Linked DNA regions of Sus scrofa: region 2 is linked to region 1. Evidence: chromatin contacts called from public Hi-C data. All regions are on one chromosome and are shown on one strand. The core of a region is the stretch at or near the end of the contact, and the rest is flanking DNA. Distances in the headings are between cores, read along the strand shown.

Region 1 (6,668 bases), core at 2,335-4,834:
ATAAGTCTTTATTCAATCTTTTTATGAATACTGAAACTGTACTTAAGTTCGTAAAAAGCAAATATTTATAAGAACCCTTAAAAACTTGTGGAGACTGATCTAAAATCTCTCAAGACGTTGTGGATTAAAACTGTCATAAAAATAACTTGCATTACTGATTCTATCCTTTTCAGGCTAGTAAGATAATCGAATTGTTACTATTAAGAGTAGATGGGAGAGAATTAAAATAATATGGATTAAGTGAGTGAATCCTTAAGAATGGAAAGGAAATATGGACTATTTCTTTTTTGAGCGGGGTGGCATGCCCACAGCATGTGGAAGTTCCTGAGGCCAAGGATCAAATCCATGCCATGGCAGTGATAATGCCAGATCCTGAACCTGCTAAGCCACCAGGGAACTCCAATATGGACTATTTCAAATAGTTATACACTGTACAATCTAAACAGAGAAACTTACCATGGTCACGTTACTATCCAACTGTTGTGATTTCCAATGACTTCTATGTCTATTCACACTCTAAAGGAAAATAAGGTAGACAAATGATCTTCTGAGACTGGATAACTGAAAAGAAATCACCAGTGCACAAAAATCTAACAATCCTAAAATTTGGAAAATATGTTTCAGACTATATTATGGTAATGATTATAACAATAATTTGGTAATTAATTCATAAATATTTTTATATTTATACAGTAGACTACTAAATTGTATTTCTCCAAATACAGTCTAAAAATAGAAATAAATGGAAGGGAGAGAGGGGTTTAAATTGATTAAATGATGAAAGTACACTTACCTGCCGAACAGTTGAAAACTGTGCCACCTGTTGTTGTTGCCACTGAAGTGTAGGGGAATATCCTTCAGGCGCAGGTTGGCATCCTGAAAGCTAGAGATCAGTTCATAAATGTCAGAATCAATGTTAGTGTTATAACTAGAATCTCATGCTTCTGCAAAGTAAAAGCAGAATCAAGACGAAAAATGAATAATAAAGCAAATAAGACTACACAAGAAATAAATTTCTATAAATTTTTTTTCAGATGTAAAAAAGGGAATTCTCTTTACTATTTATGTCTGAGACATAAGACATTAGGAAAAGACCCCTTATATGATCACTTTAGTAAGAGCAATATGGAATGGCTTATAGTTTATATATTTATGTATATATTATATGTATTAAGAAATCCAAGAGTTCCAGTCGTGGCTCAGTGGTTAATGAACCTGACGAGCATCCATGAGCTTGTGGGTTTGATCCCTGGCCTTGCACAGTGGGTTAAGGATCCAGCATTGCCGTGAGCTGTGGTGTAGGTTGGCAACTACAGCTCTGATTGGACCCCTAGCCTCCCCCAACACCCTCTTTTATCTACTAGTCCATCAATAACATATCTACTAAAGAGCTTAAAATTATGTCTGAGCTAATAAAAGTAGGAATACTACTTTCTACTGTGGCTGTGGCAAAGGCTGGCAACTACAGCTCCGATTGGACCCCTAGCCTGGGAACCTCTATATGCTGCGGGTGCAGCCCTAAAACAGACAAAAAAAAAAAAAAAAAAAAAAAAACAAATCATACGAGCCCTGAAGATATAATCTAGCCCTACTTTTCTATAACAGCAAAACAGTCTGAAACAAAAAGAGAGATATATTCCAAAAAAAGAATCTTGGTATGAGTAGAATGTACTCAAGTAATTTAAGACTTTTGACTTTACAAGGTCTACTTCTGTTTCCCAAAATAGCACATAGGTGATAAATGATCACATATTGCCTTGAAATAAAACTTAGTATGGTCTTTTTTTTTTTTTTTTTTTTTTTTTTGTCTTTTTAGGCCTGCATCCATGGCATATGGAAGGTCCCATGTTAGGGGTCAAACTGGAGCTGTAGCTGCTGGCCTACCCCACAGGCACAGCAATGCTGAATCCAAGCCACATATGTGACATAGACCACAACTCACAGCAATGCCAGATCCTTTAACCCACTGAGCTAGGTCAGGGATTGAACCCATGACCTCCTAGTCAGGTCTGTTACCACTGAGCCACAATGGGAACTCCTAGTATGGTCATTTTTTAAAAGCCAGATATATAAGGTATCATCTTCCAGCAACTAAAAACTTCTGAAAAGGAATTACATGAAAACTATAGTGTCTGAATTAAAATCTCCTGATTATAAACATGAGATAAAGGAATTACTTAGAACATAAAAGGAAAAGGAATTATTACAATTTAAAAACAAATTGAATCCTCTCCTTCCACTGTGGGTTAAATAGCACCTCCTTAAGGAGACCTTCTGCTGCTAATCCCTGTTACTTATTGGTCATTATGTTAACTTTCTTCACAGCAAGAGTCAAAATACGCAATTAAATTGTTTGCTTTTCTTCTTTCTCAGGAGAATGTAAACTCTACAAGGGTAGGGACATATTTTTTGTTTCATCCTCTGTTGTATTTCCAGTGTCTAGCACAACAGAGTTGCTTTGTAAAAAGTGTGCTGGATAAACAAATGAAAAGGTTTACAGTGGCAAAATACCTAGAAAAGTGTAAGATATTTTGATTTCAAATTTTTAAAAAACAAAAGCCAGTCAAATTCAGAACATGCAAACTACATTAAAGTTAAATATCAGCCCAATAATAATTATGAAGAAGTGCAAAAAGATACCTTAAAAATAAAGGATAGCGTAAGTAACTTATTTAAAGCCTCCTTTAGGATTTGATCATCTTCTTAAAGTATTATGAGCAAATCTCCATGAATGCTAGGGTTACCAAAAGCCTCTATGGAAGCAGTAAATGGAATCTGTCCTTTTAGGGGACAAAGTACAAGCAAATGTCTAATTTACTAACTTACTACAGAGTAGTCAAATCTTAACTGATACTGCCTGATACTATCTGATACTATACTAAGAGCCTTGGTCTTTTAATTTGTAGTTGGGAGTGGGAAATCCCCTGACGGGTAATAAAACTCACAGAAACATTTACACTTTGCTTCCTTTTCAACTTCTTTGGGTCAATTTGAGCTACCACAACATCTGGACATTGAGCTGCTTCGATCCTACAAACAAATAATAAATGCAAGAAACGTGATTACTGTTGTTCATGCGCATTAAAACAAGCGATCCACTTCTACAGTTCATTACAAAATCAGAAAAAAAAAGTTCAGAATTGCAATTGAGGTACTAAACGATATATTTCTGAAATTATCTGGACTGAAAGCAAAGAAATTTAAGTTCACGTTATCTTCTCACGAGTAATCACGTTTAGCAAAATTAAGTTCATAGATGCAATGAAGGGATCTTGATCCGGTCCTAAACTGGAGACGGGATCAGAGACAGGGCTTTATCAAATTTGGTGGTGGGGCGAGGCACTGGGCGCTGTGCGCAGGGAGAACCACCAGCCCACCGCACAGGGTCTAATCACTCACTGGACCCGCCTCAGGTATTCCTGAGGAGTCCTCGGAGGTACGCTGGGATCGAAACCTTCTGTCAAGTCGCAGGGCTCCACTGGCAACAGCTGGGGCATCAACTCTTCCACCGCAGCCTCTGCAGGTACCCACGCCATAGTTTTCAATCCGGCCCGTCCTGCCCGGCGCATGCGCCAAGTCTAGGTCACAGCGCAGGCGCACAAGTGGGCGGGCGCCTTTGGCGCGGAGATGGGCAAGAGGCTGGGTTTAGGGGGCGAAGCTGCGCATGAGCTAACTCGCTGGTTGTCCTAAGGTTAAGGCTCGGGTGGAATAATGAAGACCAGGAATTTAGTTCCTGGTACTAGTGGTTCTGAAGTGTTTAAGGGGGGTTCCTTCTTTACTCTCCTAAGTAAATACTGAAGATTATTTTATGCATCCACAGTAGTGAGGGAACTTTAAATGTTTTTAAATTAATGAGCAGATTACTGTAATTATCACTTGTTGAGCTCTAAATTCTTAAGTCTCTGGTAGACACATCACATGCATTTCTTCTTTCTTTTCTTGGCTAGGCCTGTGGCATGCTCCCCTGCCAGGGATTGAACAAGCGCCACAGATGTGACCCAAGCCGCTGCAGTGACAACGTAGGAGTTTTAACCAGCTGCCCCACAGGGGAACTCTTCCATGGAATAGAAGCAATTGCTGTTTGAACAAAAGCTAGCAGTTTTAGTGACAAGTCTTGTCAGCATTTAAAGAAGAAAAGACAGGCATGAAATCAACCGTGTTGTAATTTTAAATGGCCATCAGCACCTTGACCTGGTATGTGCTACTTAAACTCTTATGCTCACGTTCATTTGTTATTTACAGGGATTGGACCAAATTATCATTAAGGTCTATTTGAGTTTGGAATTCTATTAACTCTAATGTGTAATTTATTAATTAGCTTTATTAACTATACCTGATATTATTGTAGTCTTAGGGCATGCAGAGTAGAACATATATGATGCTGAATATTACTTTTTCTAGTGAGTAGTTCAAAAATAGTTGGCCAGTGCTTTATAATGTCACCATCTGAACAAATGGAAGAGAATCCACGTTAGAAAAAATAAGTGCCTCGTTTATAGAGTAAACAAAAAAGAAAAAGTAGAGGTGAAACCGCCATCTAGTGGTGACCATGTAAAATTCCCAGAAATTTGTGTTACCATATTTTACCTACTGCTGGAATCTCCAATTTGGAAATCTCTGTGGGTTCAAAAGTAGGAAGGAAAATACTGGCTGTTACACATTAACAAGTGATTAATTAATGACTGAATAATGTTCAGAATACTTGCCCCCAGATGGTCCCTGGAAAAAAGTTCCAAGGTCAAATATCTTTGGGAAATGTATGCAAATGCCACTCTTAAAGATTCACAATGAATATTAGCATATTAAAACTCTTGACAAGTCAAGATACCTATTGTACATAATTTTACTGGTGTTTTTGACCACAGGACCTCTTTCTCTCTCTCTCTTTTTAATATTCTCTGGCATTGTAAAAAATGCCAGTCTGAAGAAATAATGATCATAGGAGTAATTTGGTTTTTTTTTTTTTTTTTTTTTTTTTTTTTTTTTTGCCATTTCTTGGGCCGCTCCCGCGGCATATGGAGGTTCCCAGGCTAGGGGTCTAGTTGGAGCTATAGCCGCCGGCCTACGCCAGAGCCACAGCAACGCGGTATCGGAGTCGCGTCTGCAACCTACACCACAGCTCAGGGCAACACTAGATCCTTAACCCACTGAGCAAGGCCAGGGATTCACCCGGCAACTCACGGTTCCTAGTCGGATTCGTTAACCACTGCGCCACGACGGAAACTCCAGGAGTAATTTACTTTTAAAAAAGACTTTTTTTTGGTGGTGGTGGTGGGGACTTATGTCAGATTTTACATTTTTACTCCCAATCTAAATATATAAAAATGATGATAATATAACTGTCTAGGTTTTCATGCCCAACTCATGAATATTTCGGGAACATTCATTTTGTACCAATACCGGCACAACGGGTATAACTAAAAGCAAACAGTTATAATTAGTTGCATGTTGGTAAATGTTTAACAAGCTTCCTTCAGATTCACAGACTGATATCAAATCCAGGAATGTCTATAGATTAAGTTAGAAAGCTGGTAAAGATTATTTCTGGAGATTCTCCCTTTCTCCAATTCAGTTTGACTCTTTTCTCCGGAGCTCAAGAAATTTTCCATTTTCTCTCTGCTCTTCCTCAGATCGAAACCTCTTAGCTTTCAACATATCAGGAAAAAAAAAAAAGAAGAAAAAATAGCCTTTATCATTTACCATCTGGGTCCAGTGGATCCTTTTAAATTTTTATAAATTTAAGTCACTTCATGAATAATTCATATGCAGAGTAAAGGAATATTCAATAAAGCTGTTATAAAAAAGTAAAGGGATAATGAAATACAACTTTATTGGAAATTCAAATAAGTATCTAAACATAGAAAACTCCAATTTTTATTCCATATTTTGCTGGTTTTGAAGGTTCTATTATCTTGGGTAATTTTATTCTTTTTCTATTTTCTTATTATTTTAGATATTTTAAAGCATAATTTGGAACAATTGGTGAGTAATGGTGAAATAATGATGAAGTAGAATGTTTCAAGAACAGGAAAAATAAGATTAGTAAGATTCCATGATGTATCCTAGATTTATAAGAGTCCAGTGGACCCATATGACAATTGCAAATCAAATAAGTTTTATTCTTTTTTTAAAAAATAACTTTTCTCTTTGTTCTCTGGAAGACCTTTAAGAAAGAATAAAAGTCATGAAAGATGAATCCTTACAAATATAACTCCCAAAAGAGAAAACCTCAGAAAATTAAAGTTGGGTCCAGCGGGTCCTGGTGATACATCCAAGGGTTAAATGCTTAAACTCATTCACTTTAAAGTATACAAAGACAGATATAAATGAATTTGTTACCAATCAATCCTAACATTTGTTTGTTTGTTTTTATATACAAATCTTCAGAGTTAAAATCCTAATGTGAAGTAAACATTTCGGTTGATGACACCATTTCAAATGATGGTTTAACAATCCATAGTTCCAAATGAAAGTTCCAGATGGGAGGTCTCTTTGACCTTATATCAAACAATTTATTTTTCTTTTTTTTTTTTTTTTTTTGTCTTTTTGCCTTTTCTAGGGCCACTCCCACGGCATATGGAGAATTCCCAGGCTAGGGGTCTAATCGGAGATGTAGCCACCGGCCTACGCCAGAGCCACAGCAATGCCAGATCCGAACCACGTCTGCA
Region 2 (7,065 bases), core at 1,773-4,272, 47 kb before region 1:
AATATTCTCATCTACGTTCTTTAGGCTCTCTTTGGCCTTTTCTAGCTGCTCCTGCAAAGTTCTCACTGCGACCGCCATCTTCTCCCTGCGGCAGGCTTCGAGACTGCTCTACAGGCCGCGCCTGGCTGTGTCGCGCCGCGAAACGCGAGAGGACTGACAGCTGGCCTCAGCCAATGACAATAGGAGTTGTATTTCGGCCTTAACCATTCAGCAACCGGAAGGGGGAGAAGCTGCCGGCCCTTGAGACTCCGGGCCAATGAAAAGTCGACCAGGCGGTTGTCTCCCTCTCCAGTTAGCCGCGGGTGGCTGGGCTCCGCTTCTAGCGCAGAGTCGGGGCGGGTTTGAGAGTCCCTAGGTCCTCCGAGACGTGCGCTTGCGGCCGTGCTCGTTTGGCCAGGAGAGCGGAGCTTTCTAGCCCTTTTAACCCGTATATGACGTGCCTTTTTTCATTTTACCACCTAATCGCATTAGAGTAGAGCGGAAGCGAGTCTATTTTCCCATCTTCCCCGGTAAATGATTTTCTAAGGACAGGGTGCGGCCATTCTGTTGGTGCGCATGCCCAGAGAGGGGGTGGGCGGGTCGGCTCCCTTAATGAGGTTAAACCGTAAAGAGCACCGCAAAGCAAAGAATGAAGACGGAAAGATTATTAATCGTAATAGATAACATTTACTTTGTTCTCTACACCGTGAAACACTTTATGTGCCTTGTCCCCCACAAACCAAAAGCTTAAATAAAATCTCTGTTATTACTGATACGGAAGTTGAGTCTGGAGATACTGTAATTGTCCCTAGGTCATGCCGGCCTGGGGTCTTCCTATGATCAGACCCTGGGCAAGGATGTACTACAAGAAAAAAGCGATGGCGAGGCAGGCATTAGCTTCTACACCCGGCCTAATGCTCGTTGGTTTAAGACAGGGTCCGGGAGAGTAGCCCTATTGTTTGTGTCCTCCACCTTCTGGTTCTGCTTTACCCCTATTGCTGACCTGAGAACCGGTTTTGTTCCAGAAATATATTTGAAAACTGCATCTCAGAAAGCATTTTCGGGAGTTCCCGTGGTGGCGCAGTGGTTAATGAATCTGACTAGGAACCATGAGGTTGCGGGTTCGATCCCTGCCCTTGCTCAATGGGTTAAGGATCTGGCATTGCCGGGAGCTGTGGTGTAGGTTGCAGACCCGGCTCAGATCCCGCGTTGCTGTGGCTCTGGTGTAGGCCGGTGGCTACAGCTCCGATTAAACCCCTAGCCTGGGAACCTCCAGATGCCGCAGGAGCGGCCCTAGAAAAGGCAAAAAAAAAAAAAAAAAAAAAAAAAAAAAAAAAAAAAAAAAAAGGAAGAAAGCATTTTCCTACGGAAGCAATGTTATGAATAATCTTTGTGTTCTCATCCTTTATCCATCAGCCAGTGCATCCTTGCACGAAGCAGGCCAAAAGTATTTAACCCGAGTTACCATTTTACTTCATACCAACAGTCGTTAAAAGCTGTGTTAAGCTAGGCTTCGAAGAAAAAGCATAGAACAAGATAGCTGTGGTTCTTGCTTCCATGTAGTTTGTAGGATTTTCATGGAGCAAATATCATTCATGTTTTCATTAAGTCATTGAACATTTATGGAGTGACTGCTATGTGCTAGGTTTGTGGATAAGTCAGTGTACAATAGAGATATATACCCTCAAGGAGCTTGGTGGCAGGAAGAGTGGAGACAGACGATAAGCATAAGTAAATTACATAAAATGGTAGAAATGGGTTAAGTGCTATACAAAAAAAGAATTAGAGCTGCCAAGACGGATGAGTGTTGATAACTATTTGATTCTGATTATAAGCATACTTAGTCTTATTGATTCTTATTACAATCCTGTGTAGGAAGCATGAGAATGTGGTAATAGTAGATCTTAATCACGAAGTATAACAATGTTTCCATGGGAAGATGCTTTTAGAGTTATCCAAAAAAGTAGGATATATTCCTATTTCCATAGGATCTATTTTTAAGATCCTGGAAAGTTTAACATGGTCTGACTTATGGGGGCCCATCAGTGGAATGCCATGTTCAACATTTACAAATGCTCAATAAATATTAGTTTCCCGTCTAGGCTCCAAAATATCCAAAGAAAACTATGTTATTATGATCTGAGAAATGAACTTTGGAGTTCACGCTGTGCTGCAACAGGATCCGTGGCATCCCAGCAGCGCCAGGACTCTGGATCCCTGGGCTGGCACAGAGGGCCAGGGAAATCCGTATGTTGTAGGGCGGTCAAAAAAAAAAAAGAGAGAAAAACCAACCTTAGTAAGCTGCCTATATGTATATATATACACACACACACACATATATACACATATATGTATATATTTTTGCCTTTAGGGGTGCACCCGTGGCACATGGAGGTTCCCAGGCTAGGGGTCTAATTGGAGCTACAGCTTCCAGCCCACAACACAGCTACAGCAATGCAGGATCCTAGACGTGTCTGCAACATACACCATAGCTCACGGCAACACCAGATTCTTAACCCACTGAGCGAGGCCAGGGATCTAACCTGAGTCCTCACGGATACTAATCAGATTCATTTCCACTGAGCCAGGAGGGCAACTCCTAATTTGTATTTTCTTATTCAAATTAGCATTTCTTTGCGTTCTCCATTCCTCTCGTCCCTTGTACCTACTCCCAGTAAACTTCCTAATGGCTTCTAAATCTTTTTGTATATCCAGGCTTAATCCAAAATGGACAGGAATAATTTCTCAATATATCTAGTATTTATAGCCCCCAAAATGATGACTTACTCTTTTTACGACTTTTCCTATTAAGGAACATGCGGCAGAAATGAAAACTTTTGATTAAGCTAGTAGAAACTCTTGTCAGTTCTAACATAACTAACACAAAGATGGCAGCAGGAGCTCCTCCAGTCTCACTTTACCACCTTCCTCGCCGGCCGCCTACTACGTAGTAACAGGAAGAAGCCTTCCTCTATCTGGGAGCCCTCAGTTCAACCCCGGGAAGAAACTGTAACCATAGAGTTGGCGGAATGCCGGGGTAGAGGGGACCGGAAGTTGTTTTTTCGCCCCCCGCCCAGGGGCCGGATCGCATCTTCGTCGGTTTTGGTTCCCGGTCCTGTCAGACGCTCTAGTTCAGCCCGGGGGCTTGGTGGCCCTGGGGTGCGTTCGCCCCGGAACCAGGCTCACTGCAGTAACAGTCTTCGGGAAGCTGATTGAATTCCTCGTCTCCTAGCAACGAGGAACGAGAGGCGGACTGAAGGAGCGGCCGTGCAGGCCAAACTGCTCAGGCACTAGCAGGAACCCCTGAGCCCGTCCCAAACGGGAGCCGAAAGTCGGTGCTTGGAAGAATAAGCAGGAAATGGCGGACGAGGCGTTGTTTTTGCTTCTGCATAACGAGATGGTGTCTGGAGTGTACAAGTCCGCGGAGCAGGGGGAGGTGGTGAGTGCTGCCACACGCCCTTCGAGGTCCTTTTGCGGTGACGCTCCTTGTTTTCACTCAGTTCTTTCTTTCAACCCCTGACCCATCGCCACTCATCGCCTCCCAAAGTGTAGACAAACTGTTCACCTTCAGGTATCCTAAGCCCTAGAACCTGTCAGCTGTCTTCTATTTTTCCTTCGAGTCTCCTTTTCGTATCTTCTACTATTTGGTACTTTTTTGTCCAGTGCCACATCTGTGTATTGCAGGCCACTGCTTTTCTTAGTTTTGACCCAAGTGTTGTCCCTACCGCAATTTGCGGCAGAGTTAATTGCACAGCTGATTGCGGCACTCCTACTTGATTCTGTCACTTTCAGCACTTCCTAATCGTCTACTGGACAGATCTCTCCCAGCCCGAGAATCTTGTCCCTCCCTCCCCAACTCTCAATAACACTCTAGGCAACTCAAAGAGAGACGGCTAATGAGATTTGAAGCAGAAGCAAAAGAAACTTTGCAGATGTTACAATTTAACTAATTAAAAATATTTATTTAGTGTCCATTACATGTCAGAGGTAGTGGCTAGGGATAGAATAATGAGCTAAACAATGGCCCCAACCTCCTGGAGTTTACTTCTAATGTGTGGGAATCTTCATTCATTCATTGATTCATTCAGAAAATATATTAAGTGTGTATTGTGGGCCTGATGCTTTTAGATAAGTAAGATAGTCCTTGCCTCCCAATCGTTGGGGAACAGAGATTCAATGAATAATTAACATACTGGGTAGTAATTAGATATGGAACCATGGAGTTGTAGGGTTTTATAAATGAGCTAGTCCAAAGTCATGCTCAAGTCAGAAGCTCTTTCTATAATGCTACTGATAAAAGAGGAATAGAAAGTGAGGGCAGGAAAAGCATCTAGGTAAAGTGAAGGCACAGAGGGATGAAAGTGTAGTATATTTAAATATGCTTAAGCATTTTATTGTGACTGGATTGAATAGGTGGAGGGAAATATTAAAAGCTGAAGCTGGAAAGAGTCTTGTATGATAAAAAACATGGACCTTTTCAGTGAAGGGTTTTTAAGGAGGGAATGACATGGTCCATTTGCATCTCAGAAAGATAACCCAGTACTTGGGCTGGAGAGGGGATATTCTTGTACTGCAGAAGATCCATTATTGCAGGAGTCCAGGCAGGAGATGATGAGCTGGATAAAGAGAGAAGAGGAGAATGGTTTGAGAGATAAGTGGTAGAATCTCTCAGACTCGGTTAGGTATAGGAGTACGATTTTAAAATTACCCCAGAGTTTTAGCTTGAACAGCTGTGTTGGATGGAAAGGTAATACAGGAGAAAAAAGAGGGGAAGGTAATGAATTATTTTGGACAGATTGAACTTGTGGTATCTCTAGGACCAGTTTGTACACTACAAGAGGGACAGTGTCTCTTGGGAGTGTTATAACAAAAATACCACAGACTGGGTGGCTTATAAATGAGAGCTATTTTTCTCTCACAGTTATGCAGTCTGGGAAGCCCAGGATGAAGGCATGAGCAGATTCAGTGTCTGGTGAAAGCCTCCTCCTGCTTCATAGATGGATGTTTTGGCTATGTGCTCACATGATGGAGAGGGGCTAGCTGGCTCTCTGGCACTAATGCTGTACTTGAGGACTCCATCCTCAAAACAGAATCACCTCCCAAGGATCCTGCCTCCTAATACTATTACACTGGGGGTTAGGATTTTAACCTATGAATTTTTTTTTTCTTTAGGACTACACCTGTGGCATATGGAGGTTCCCAGGCAAGGGGTCGAATCAGAGCTACGGCTGCTGGTCTACGCCATAGCCACAGCAATGCAGGATCCAAGCTGCATCTGCAACCTACACCACAGCTCCCGGCAATGCCAGATCCTTAACCCACTGAGCGAGGCCAGGGATGGAACCCACAACATCATGGTTCCTAGTCAGATTCATTTTCACCGAGCCACAATGGGAACTCCTGAATTTTTTTTTAATTGCCAAAATGCTAACATTTGTTCATTTTGAGGAGTAGGTACATGGGAGTTTAATAATATAATTTGAACTTTATAATCACTAATACTTTCCTAAACTGATTACTGTTATCAATGTCTTATTACTATTTTCATTATCTTCTTGTTTTGTGCATATTCATCTCCCTTCATTGTGAATCACAAGAACTTCTGTCTGTATATGTTTTAAGTCTCACAACACATTTTTATGGATTTATCCTTTCAGTATTCATTTACACTTTTCATTATTTTTTATATCTTCCTACATCTTCAAGCTTTTATGTGGAATCATTGATCTCCTTGTCTCTACAGTTTTTTCTTTTGATTTAATTAAGTTCTAGTAGAACCTTTCTGATGTGGCTACTTGTTCATACACTCTGGCAGTGAGTAAAACGTGTATTACATTAAATGGTGAAAGAAATTCTTTTGAGACAGAGTAAGCTGGGAAATGGGATAGAGCATCATAATCACTTTTAGAGAGCTTCTTAAAACCCAGATTACTGACCCACACCTACAGTTTCTGATTCAATAGATTGGGGGTGGGCTTAAAGAATTTGCAATTTTTATAAGTTCCCGTGTGATGCTGATGCTGCTAGTCTTGGGATGCACCTTGAGAATCACTAGTATAGAGAATTTCTGAAGTAGAATGATACTGCAGTTTTAAAATGTTAAAATGGGCCTTATTGAGATGGTGAGGTGTGAGTGAAGACTTAAAAGTGAGGGAGTGGTCATGTGAATATCTGGAGGAAGAGCTGCCTATACAAGAGCCCTGAAATTGGAGCCTCCCTGGCATGTTTAAGGACACCAAGGAGATCACTGGAGCTGATGGAGTGAGTGAAGAAAGTAGAAGGTGGAGGCCAGAGAGTCCCAGGAGCCTAGATTGTATAGGCTTTGTAGATCATCTGGAGGATTTGGGGAGTCTTCCATATAGGATCATATTTAAAGCCTTAAGAGTAGTTGAGATTGTCAAGGGAAGAGCAAAGCAATTGCATGACTCCGGGCATAGGAGGGACACACTGAGAAATGGAAACCTTGGATGATGTAAAGAGACATTTTGAAGCAAGGGATAATAGAATTTAGTGACACCACAAAGAGAAGGACTGACAGAAAAAAGTCAAAGGTGGTACCTTGACCTCAATCTTATAACTGAGGAGAGAATAGTAGAAAATGGAAAAAGGCAGGGCAGGTGAGAAGAGTAACTGGGAAGAGGCTTTGTCATATCTGAAAAGCAAGAATAGTCAACAGTTCTGTTTATCTTACTGCCTTAGGAAAATGATTAGTACTAAGGAAATTCAAGTATAACTTGTAGGTATTCCCGCTGTGGCACCACTATATTGACAGTGTCTCTGCAGCAGCAGTAACGTGGGTTTAAACCCTGGCCTGGCACAGTGGGGTAAGTGGCACAGGTTGCAGCTTCTGCTCAGATTCAATCCCTGGCCCAGGAACTCCATATGCCACGGAGTGGCCAAAACAGGAAAAAAAAAAAAAAAAAAGTATGACTTGTATTTCACTTTTTCTTACAATGTTTCACTGAAAAAAAGGTATATTTACATTAATATTTTTAGCCAATACCTTTAAACTATTTTTGAATATTATTTTAAAAATATTTTTGAATATCTTTAAACTATTTTTGAAAATTTTTTTGTATTCTAAAG

What was found. Hi-C and Micro-C count contacts between places; a contact is called where the count stands out from the background.
Region 2: a contact with region 1 is called in a Hi-C map of skeletal muscle, with 3 times the contacts expected there. The contact joins the promoter of TRAPPC6B here to the promoter of GEMIN2 in region 1. A contact is called at or near these places in 2 of 5 promoter capture datasets (fetal liver and liver), 11 of 47 Hi-C or Micro-C datasets (blood, embryonic fibroblasts, heart right ventricle and 5 more) and 2 of 2 datasets of contacts at active chromatin or transcription factors (alveolar macrophages and skeletal muscle).

Annotation. Positions count from the first base shown.
Region 1 is chr1:169,673,068-169,679,735 of Sscrofa11.1, reverse strand. It overlaps GEMIN2 (gem-associated protein 2), which reads right to left and starts at 3,584. Exons shown (of 10, transcript XM_003121777.5): 1 at 3,400-3,584; 2 at 2,946-3,030; 3 at 794-883; 4 at 457-516. The coding sequence starts at 3,569. LOC100627270 (a long non-coding RNA gene) reads left to right here and starts at 3,609. Exons shown (of 3, transcript XR_002346575.1): 1 at 3,609-3,691; 2 at 3,948-4,194.
Region 2 is chr1:169,718,739-169,725,803 of Sscrofa11.1, reverse strand. It overlaps TRAPPC6B (trafficking protein particle complex subunit 6B), which reads left to right and starts at 3,022. Exons shown (of 6, transcript XM_013993366.2): 1 at 3,022-3,418. The coding sequence starts at 3,338. It overlaps PNN (pinin, desmosome associated protein), which reads right to left and starts at 155. Exons shown (of 9, transcript NM_001244231.1): 1 at 1-155. The coding sequence starts at 78.